Linked DNA regions of Mus musculus: region 1 is linked to region 2. A link is a contact called in public promoter capture Hi-C data. All regions are on one chromosome and are shown on one strand. The core of a region is the stretch at or near the end of the contact, and the rest is flanking DNA. Distances in the headings are between cores, read along the strand shown. Region 1 has its middle 27 kb from the start of Stac2. Region 2 overlaps Plxdc1 (plexin domain containing 1).

Evidence for each region. Promoter capture Hi-C pulls out the DNA fragments that hold promoters and counts their contacts.
Region 1: a contact with region 2 is called in a promoter capture Hi-C map of trophoblast stem cells, with 6 times the contacts expected there. The contact joins two enhancer-like sites. A contact is called at or near these places in 15 of 39 promoter capture datasets (the C10 cell line, the HPC-7 cell line, cranial neural crest and 9 more), 3 of 15 datasets of contacts at CTCF or cohesin (large pre-B cells, pro-B cells and stem cell-derived epiblast-like cells), 24 of 484 Hi-C or Micro-C datasets (B cells, CD4 T cells, CD8 T cells and 15 more), 4 of 115 datasets of contacts at active chromatin or transcription factors (embryonic basal ganglia, embryonic stem cells, large pre-B cells and 1 more) and 1 of 9 other capture datasets (adipose tissue).

Annotation. Positions count from the first base shown.
Region 1 is chr11:98,077,904-98,082,515 of GRCm38.p6, forward strand. No RefSeq gene overlaps it. Among named protein-coding and RNA genes, the nearest start is that of Stac2, 27 kb to the left of the region's middle. Within about 2 kb of position 2,773, at least 4 of the 459 cell types and tissues checked have an H3K27ac peak or open chromatin away from gene starts, as enhancers often do. A contact at or near this core is called in trophoblast stem cells, where this site is marked.
Region 2 is chr11:97,934,396-97,938,687 of GRCm38.p6, forward strand. It overlaps Plxdc1 (plexin domain containing 1), which reads right to left. Exons shown (of 14, transcript NM_028199.3): 9 at 4,135-4,216. Among named protein-coding and RNA genes, the nearest start is that of Plxdc1, 50 kb to the right of the region's middle. Within about 2 kb of position 1,701, at least 43 of the 459 cell types and tissues checked have an H3K27ac peak or open chromatin away from gene starts, as enhancers often do. A contact at or near this core is called in trophoblast stem cells, where this site is marked.

The DNA of each region.
Region 1 (4,612 bases), core at 1,523-4,022, 140 kb after region 2:
ATGTGAGTGCTGGGAACCAAGCCTGTGTCTTCTGCAAGAAGCCAGTTCACAATTTCTGAGCATCTCTCTCTCCAGCCCAAAGTGTTAATTCTACAAAGACACAATGTATTGTTCAAGTTTTACTGGTTTTAGACTTTCTAAGTAAAAATACCCTTTAAATTCTTTTTTTTTTCTTTCTTTCTTTGAGACAGGGTTTCTCTGTATAGCCCTGGATGTCCTGGAACTCACTTTGTAGACCAGGCTGGCCTCGAACTCAGAAATCCACCTGTTTCTGCCTCCTAAGTGCTGGGATTAAAGGCGTGCACCACAACCGCCGGGCACTCTTTAAATTCTTTTTTTTTTTTTTTTTTGGTTTGTCCAGACAGGGTTTCTCTGTGTAGCCTGGCTGTCCTGGAACTCACTCTGTAGACCAGGCTGGCCTTGAACTCAGAAATCCGCCTGCCTCTGCCTCCCAAGTGCTGGGATTAAAGGCGTGTGCCACCAATGCCCAGCACTCTTTAAATTCTTAATAGGGGTGAGGCTGGAGAGATAACTCAGCAGTTAAGAGCACTGACTGCTCTTCCAGAGGTCCTGAGTTCAATTCCCAGCACCCACATTGTGGCTCACAACCATCTGTAATAGGATCTGATGCCCTCTTCTGGTGTGTCTAAAGACAGCTATAGTGTCTTAAGAAAAACCTTAAAAAAAAAACAAAAAAGAACACTTAATAGGGAAAGGGATGTGACTTGGGGCAAAATCATTCTGGCTGGATTCCCACCCCCTCCACTCAGTTGGTTTGGGCAAAAAGCAGCTACTACAGCCTCCAAAAAACTCAATGTAATAAGAATTCTGGAACTTTAGTTTCTTTACACACACACACACACACACACACACACACACACACACACACACACACACACACGGGGGTGGGGGCTGAAGAGATGGCTCAGCAGTTGGGGGCACTGGCTGCTCTTTCAGAGGAAGAGTACCCACAATTCCCAGTACCCACAGGGCAGTTGACAACTGTCTGTAACTCCAAGATCTAACACTCTTACATAGAAATACATTCAAGTAAAACAACAATACACGGAAGATAAATAAATAACTCCCCCCCAGGTTTTTATTTGATGAAATAAATATGATGAGACTATGCTCTTGGTTTAATCCCAGGTGTGGGGAGGTGGCACAGCTTCACGGCAGCTGGCTATGATTTGCTCCTGGCAGAGGTGTAGTTTTGCCAGGTGTAGATCATTTCTGCAATGGTGTGATATTTGACATCCTGGGAATTTTTCAGAGGATTTGTAAGTGCTAGAACCCCGATAAGGTGGGGTTGGTGGCTGTTGGGAGGGAGTAGGTTGAACTGTTAGTAGTGCTCAAAGAAAAAAGAAGAAATTAGATTCAGATCTCTCCTCCCACCCATCTATCCTTTTCCTCCTATGTAGTGATGGGGGTGAAATGGTGGGGGAGGGGGAGAACCTACAAACGAGCAAAGACTAGTTATAAGCAAAGAGGAAACAAATATTAGATTCAGAGATCTCTCTTTTTCCTCTCTATCCTTCTCTCTAGTGATAGAAGTTGAAACTGGGGGTATAAAGGATGGGAAAAAGAACCCACAAAGTAGCAAAGACGGCTACAACTCAACATTCAGATCTCTTGGGTCAACTTAAAGCTAGCTCTAGAGATCTGGGGACTCACATAGCTGTTCCCCAGTGCTGAGACAAAAGACAGGCCTAGGCATCAGACCCAGGCTCTGCACATGTAACCAATGACATACCATCAACACCTGCCTTTAATGAAACCGAAGTTGTTAAATTGAAAGACCAGGAAAAATTCAGACCCCCGAGAACCAAGAATGTAGGTTAGCCCGTTCAGTGACCCTGTTCCAGGAACCGGCCGACCACAAAAGTTAGATTAAAATCCTGAGAACAATCCTGAGAAGCAGGGAGTTTCCCCTTGTGATTTTTAGTACCCCCTTGTCACTTTTCACTGGTATTTTCAGCATTTTCCAATAATGCCCTACCTACCCACTTGGGTTGTGGTTTTTTCCTTTAAATACCCCCTTTCCCAGCTACTCGGGGTCGAACTTCTCTACCCCTGCGTTCGATACGAGTCGACCCAGCGCACTGGTTCCTGACAATAAACCTTGTACAATTGCAGCAAGGTCGGTCTCTCGTGAGTTCTTAGGGGGTCACGTCATCCCGAGACTTGAGTGAGGGTCTGCTCTCTTCAGGGGTCTTTCAAAATGTTTTCAAGCCTTGAGCAATCTTTCCCCATATTAAGGCCATACATATATCCTCCTATGAGTTTTTTCTTTGCAGTTCTGTAGACTGAACACAGCCTTGGAGATGCTCTACCACTGAGCTACACACTAGTGGGTTGGGTGCACCCATGCTGGCATGTATGGAGGTCAGAGGATAAACCTGTATGAGTTGGTTGTCTCCTACCATGGGACTCAGGTTGGCAGGACTGGCAGCAGGCACCTTCATCCCCTCAGAAATCTCACCAATCATCTGCCAAAACATTGTTTTAGCGCTCAAAATAATGGGTTTCCTTATGACAGTTTCTTTGCTCAGACTCCCTTGTTGAATCTTACATCTAATGGGCTCTGGCTAGAGAAAATGGGTTGGAAGACGAGCAAGCCCAGGCTGGATTGACAGAAGAGAAGCTTGCCTACTTAAAAACCGGGGCACTGTCTCCTTCAGAAAGTTAACATTGACGGAGTTATCGGATAAGCCAGGCAGACACCTCTGCTGCCTCCCAGGGGCTGTATGGCCCACAGATGACTAATTCAGACCTCATCTGCAATTTAATGCAGCATAAAGAATAGATGTCACACACCTGTAATTCCGGCAGTCAGCAGACTGAGTCATAAAGATTTCATTTCTGAGACTCGCCTGGGATACATAACAAGAAATTGCCTTTGAAAGTCTCTGTGTGGGGGTGGGTGGGGTGGGGTGGGGATGTCAACTGGGATTTAGGATTTCATAGGCCTCAAGGGTTTTTTTCTTGAGACTGTAGGGTAACATTTTTTCAAAATGGGGTTGTCTACTGAATCAGGTACAATTCATTTGCCTTTTTCCGTGTTCCCCATTTTTGGTCTGAAACAGGGTGTCATGTTGCCCAGGTTCACCTCAAATTTGTCACATAGCCAAAGATGACCTTGAACCTGTTCTGCTTTTTAAAGACTAAATTTGCCTATCCTGTGTGAGCACATATCATCAGCAGAGGCCGTGAGGAGCCAAGAGATCTGCTGGAACTAAAGCCACAGGTGGTTTGAGCCACTTGATGTGGGTGCTGGGAACTGAACCCAGATCCTCTGTAAGAGCAGCAAGCGCTCTTAGCTGTGGAGTGACCCCTCTAGCGGCCCCCGAAATCTTGACTTTTTAAAAAAGATTTATTATACGTAAGTATACTGTATGTTTCTTCAGTCATACCAGAAGAGGACATCGGATCTCATTACGGATGGTTGTGAGCCACCATGATTTCTGGGACTTGAACTCAGGACCGTCGTCAGCAGCGCTCTTAACCGCTAAGCCATCTCACCAGCGCCCACCCCCCCTCCCGACTTTTTTGAGACAGGGTTTTTCTGTGTAGCCTCAGGATCCCAAGCACCTCACCTTCTAAGTGTTAGGATTAGAGGAATGCATCACTGTGCCTGAAGCCATGAGCAAGTTTGACTCTTAATGCATCTCTACCAAAGTGACAAGAACCTGCTATAAATAACTTGTGTGTGTCCCTTAGACCTTTACTACAGGCTGGATATTGGGATCTTCGTCAGAATGAAGCCAAGAAAAGCAAGGAACACAGTGGTGTTTGCTGTGAGCCGTTACTATTCCCATACCTGGATTAGATACTGCGAGTGGAGCCAGCTATCTGAAGCCACAAGGGTCGTGTATGCTACTGGTCTGAGCCTGGACGTTCTGCCTCCTGCATTTGTATGCATCTCTCTGCACTTGCTCCACCTGAATTCACCCTTCTTTGCCAAGGGAAAGGGAAGCTAGGGACTCAGGTTGAGGGATTCTGCAGGGAGCAGTGCTGGGACAGAACTCAGCCAGACACAAGCAGATTGGACACAGGCAGACCTACCGCTAATACTACGAGGTGAGGCTGTGTCCAGGAGCTTGGGGCGGGTAGGTGGAGCAGGAGAGATGGCTCGGGGGTCATGAGCACTCGCTGTTTTTGCAGAACCTTAGTTTCTAGCAACCAAATGTGGTTCACAACCCATCCATAACAAGGTGTGTGCACGGCGGCCACAGAGGTCAGAAGAGGACATCAGATCCCCTGGGAATGGAGTTACAGGCAGTTGTCAGCCACCATGTGGGTGCTGGGAATGGATCCCTGGTCCTTTGCAAGGGTCCAAGTGCTCTTAACTCATCGATGAGGTCTCTCTCCAGCCCCTGGGTGAGCCTTGTTAAGGCAGCTCGGATTTATGCTAGGCCCTTTGTTTCTTGACGTCTCCCGGAGATGAGATATCAAGTAATAGTTATTAGCAGAGTATTGACTAAGGTTATTAAGTGAACTGATGATATTTAAGTGAAGAGAGTAAACAATATTTAAAAAGCATCGATGTCACCCCAAAAGTCCCTTCAGTCCCAAGAGCCTTTGCAGTTCTAAGACCCATATTTAGGAATCA
Region 2 (4,292 bases), core at 451-2,950:
CCCACCACTATTGAGGAGACTCCCCCCTGGCAGCAGAGGTTGGGTGGAGGGTGGCATCAGCTGATGTAGCCAGCTCTCCCTATGTAATCACAAGGAGGCAGCAACAAGGATGGTACCGAGACTGAGGAGGCTCCCTGGAGAGGATGCTGCAGTTCAGACAGAAGATGTCAAGGGCTTTCCTAGGGAGAGGGTGGCGTGCAAGCACGAAACAGAGGATGTTCTTTGCATCATCCCGCTTAAGTTTCCATTCTTCCTTCTTAGTGCCAAAGGAAGCTACTAAGCCCTACACAACCCAGGCATATCTGCAACCCAAGAGTAAGATCCTAAGCCACTAGCACAGAGAGAGCATGCTCAGCAAGCTAACTCAGTCACAGCATCTGCCATGTGCCCACACTCCAGCAAGGCAAAGCAATGCTTCCCGAGGCCATCCACAGGGGCTGAGCTGGGTCAGTCACTCCTGCTTTCATGATATCCTAGCCCACTATTTAGGGGATGGAGGACAAAGAGGACTTTGGAGACTGGAACTCAGGCTTCTTTGGTGATGTTGGCGGATTCCTCTAAGACTGGGTTGGGTCTGGCAGTGGTGGCGCACGCCTTTAATTCCAGCGCTCTGGAGACAGAGGAAGGTGGATCTGAGTTTGAGGCCAGCCTGGGCTACAGAGTGAGTTCCAGGACAGCCAAGGCTACACAGAGAAACCCTGTCTTGAAAAACAAACAAACAGAATAGTCTGAGTCTCCATAGCGGTTGCAGCAGTGTATGGCCAAGAATCAGTTCAAGGCCCTCCTGGTGTATACAGCAAGTTGACCAAGGTTCTGTCCCCAGCAACTACATGGAAAATCACAACTTTCTGTAACTCCAGTTCCAGGGGATCCAGTGTCCTCTTCTGGCCTCCAAGGGTTCCAGGCATGTACACGGTGCACAGACTTACATTCAGGCAAAACATTCATATGCATAAACAAATCAAAAACCAAAAAACCAAAACCCACCACAACCCCAAGTTTTCAGTTTGGGTTCAACCGCACCACATGTTAAGCCTCGAGCTAGCCAACACTGTCTCAGAGAAGGGAGTGAGAACGGGCCTTACTGAGTGCCTCTTGAATGTCAGCCACCGCACCAGACCCATTCCCAGGGACCCTCATGATGTTACGGTGAGGTGAGAAGTACTAAGCAACTGCAGGGCTGAAGCCACCCTTGGACTCCTCTGTGAATCAACGGGACAATTGTAGAATACAAACAAGGTACCTGCATGGTCAGTGAGATTGTTCTTCTCACAGCAGGGAAGGGAGGCCCTGAGTGGGGGAATGGAAGAGAGGGAGAAGAGACTCACAGGTATGCCTCTGGCTTTTCAGGAACCTAGGATTAACTCTCATTTGGAGCTGAGGCTCTTAGAGAGCTGGCTGGGGGAAGCAGGGGCTGGAGTGAGCCCACGGTGCTGTGGGTGTCGGCCTGAAATGAGTAGTTTCTGCTCCCTTGTACCCTCTGATAGAGCATCTCTGCTTTAACAGAGGTACAACCCACCAGCAGAGCCCCCAAACTCCCCCACCTGGCCAGCATCTTTACACCAGGGAACTCCGGGTCTCATTACACTGCCTTGTCTCTAAGTTGGGTGTGGCCACTAACTGGGGTTGGTGGTGAAGGGAGAGACTGCTTTGTCTGCAGGAGCCGTCTTTAATTTTTTTTCCCTATGACTCAGCATGGGTTGGATGCTGAGTCATACCTGGCAGGAGCCCCAGGATCCCAGGGACCATGTGAGGTCACCTCAGGCATCACCCTAAGGCTCAGAAAACATGCCTCAGCTTTAAAAATGCATGAGATAGGGGTACTGGCTGATCTTGCAAAGGATATGGGTTCAATTCCCAGTACCCACATGGTAGCTCACAACCACCTGTCACTCTAGTTACAAGTGATCCAACGACATCCCCTGGCTTCCTTAGGCACTGCATGAAAGTACACATAAACTCTACATATAAAATATAAATAAACCTTTTTTAAAAAAAAATGGGGCTGGAGAGATGGCTCAGTGGTTAAGAGCACTGACTGCTCTTCTAGAGGTCCTGAGTTCAATTCCCAGTTGTGACTTGGTGGCTCACAACCATATGTAATGGGGTCCGATGCCTTTTTTTCTGATGTGTCTGAAGACAGCAACAGTGTACTCATATACATAAAATAAATAAAATCTTAAAAAGGAAGAAATAGAGAGAAAGAGAAAGTAAAGAAAGGAAGGAAAGAGGGAAGGAAGAAAATGTATGAGATGAAGAAAGAAAGAAAAATGTATGAGATGAAGCACTCCAAAATGATGCTTTTGGGATCTTTGTCTCTCAGGATCACATTTTGTTGTCTGCTGGTCTCAGAGTCACTACACAACTAAAGATGACCTTCCTCTCAAGTGCTGGAATTATAGGCATGTGCCACTAAGACCAGATGTTTTTTTGTTTTGTTTTGTTTTGTTTTTTAAGATTTATCTTAAAAAAAATTTTTTTTAACATATCTGGGTGTTTTGCCTGCATGTATTATCTGTGTACCATGAGCATGCAGTGCCTGCAGAGGTCAGAAGAGGGCGATAGATCCTTGGAGCTGGAATTGCAGCTGGTTAGCTACTATGAGGGCTGAGATTTGAACAGTGTCCCTCTGAAAGAGCAGCCAGTGTTAGTAACAGCTGACTCACCTCTCCAGCCCTGACCTGGCTTGCTTTGTTTTGTTTCTTTGAGACAGGGTCTCACTACGAAGCCTTGGCTGTCCCGGAACTCACAATGTAAATCAGGATGACTTTAAATATCATAGCTATCGGCCTACCTCTGTCTCCTACATGCTAGGATTAAAAGCCTACACCACCACACCCAGCCCAGCTGGCCTTTTTACCAAGCCTTGCAGGTGGTTCTCACACTCTACAGGCAGTAACTGGAAGACAGCTAAGGGGCTAGGCCAGCTACTTCTTCTGGGGCTCTGTGCCTTTCCTCTTAGGGGCCCTGGTTGTGTTTGGTAAAATGCTACCTGGCACTGCAGAAGCTGCCATAACAGTGTCTGCCACACCCACACCTCCCCGAGTCACAAATGCTGGCCTTTTCATGGGGTAAAGGAACTGAGGTCCCAAGAAAAAGATCCTGGGCACAGCTGGAAGGAAGAACAGTAGGGAGGCTGAGCCCCTGTGCATCCCATGCCCACTGCTCCCTGATGGGTGGTTTGCCTCCAGTGTGCCAGGCCAGCAGGCTGTAGGATCAAGAGCTTCTATTTCTGCTCTGGGATGTTGGAAGGAAGCAGTTGAGATGCTGACAGCTGTGCAACAGCTGCACAGAGACCTGGAGCCTGCAGTTCTGACATTTTCAGGATGGCCTTAAAGGCTCTTGGAATTCGTGGGGCTTCACACTCTCAGGAGAGCCATCATCCTCAAAAGAGACTTTCCCACCATTTATTTATCTTGGCTAGAAGAACAGAGGTTTAATTGTGAGTCTAATCTATAAGGAGATGATTTCAGAACAAGGATAAGTTGGGTTTAAGAACTTTAACCACAAAACTGAATCTCATCCAGAATATCCGGAGCCTCCAAAAGCAAGCAAACAAAGCTTTGTAGCTGCCTGGGTAACCATGGATACCTGTAGTGCCCATGCCCCTGGTTTTCAGGAAACCCTGGTCCAGCCCAGAAAAGATCTTGGGCTACTTTTGGGAGCTCACCCAGCAATGATGGGCTTTTTGTGATATGGCCTGTCAGTTGCTTATAAATAGGTTACCATGTTAAGATGCAGGCCTGGGATCTCTCTGTAAATCTCGACTGAAGAGGCCAGTGACTCTGGTCTGACCACAGCTCTGACCGACTCTTCCTGAAGTCCTGGCTCAGAATGAGTTAGCTTTCCAGGAGCAAGAAAGATCTATATCCTCTGGGAACTCCAGAAGCCTGGCCACCCCAGGTCTTACTCTGCTAACACCAACCTTGATCAGGTACAAGCCTTGAGTAAAATTTATTTGTGACATTCTTGTCCTAAGAGCTACACTGACACTCAACAGAGAGATCCTGATGCTTGCAGAGAGTGGGCAGTGAGGCCTGAGGCTGTCAGTGGACTCTGGCTACCCCCATGCCAATCCTTACCCTCGCCCCCGTGGTCTATTCTCCGAACTTGGTGTATAACCTAGACACAAACCTCTGCAGGACATGGCACCAGCTGCAGTTGAAGGTTAGATTCGAGGACACGCAGGTGTCGCAACTCTGATGCTGGAGGCAGGCTGCAAGAGAGGAGGTGGTCTATGTCAGCATCCCGTCACTGCTTCCAGGGGCTTCTGAATTCAGGGTGCTTCCTGA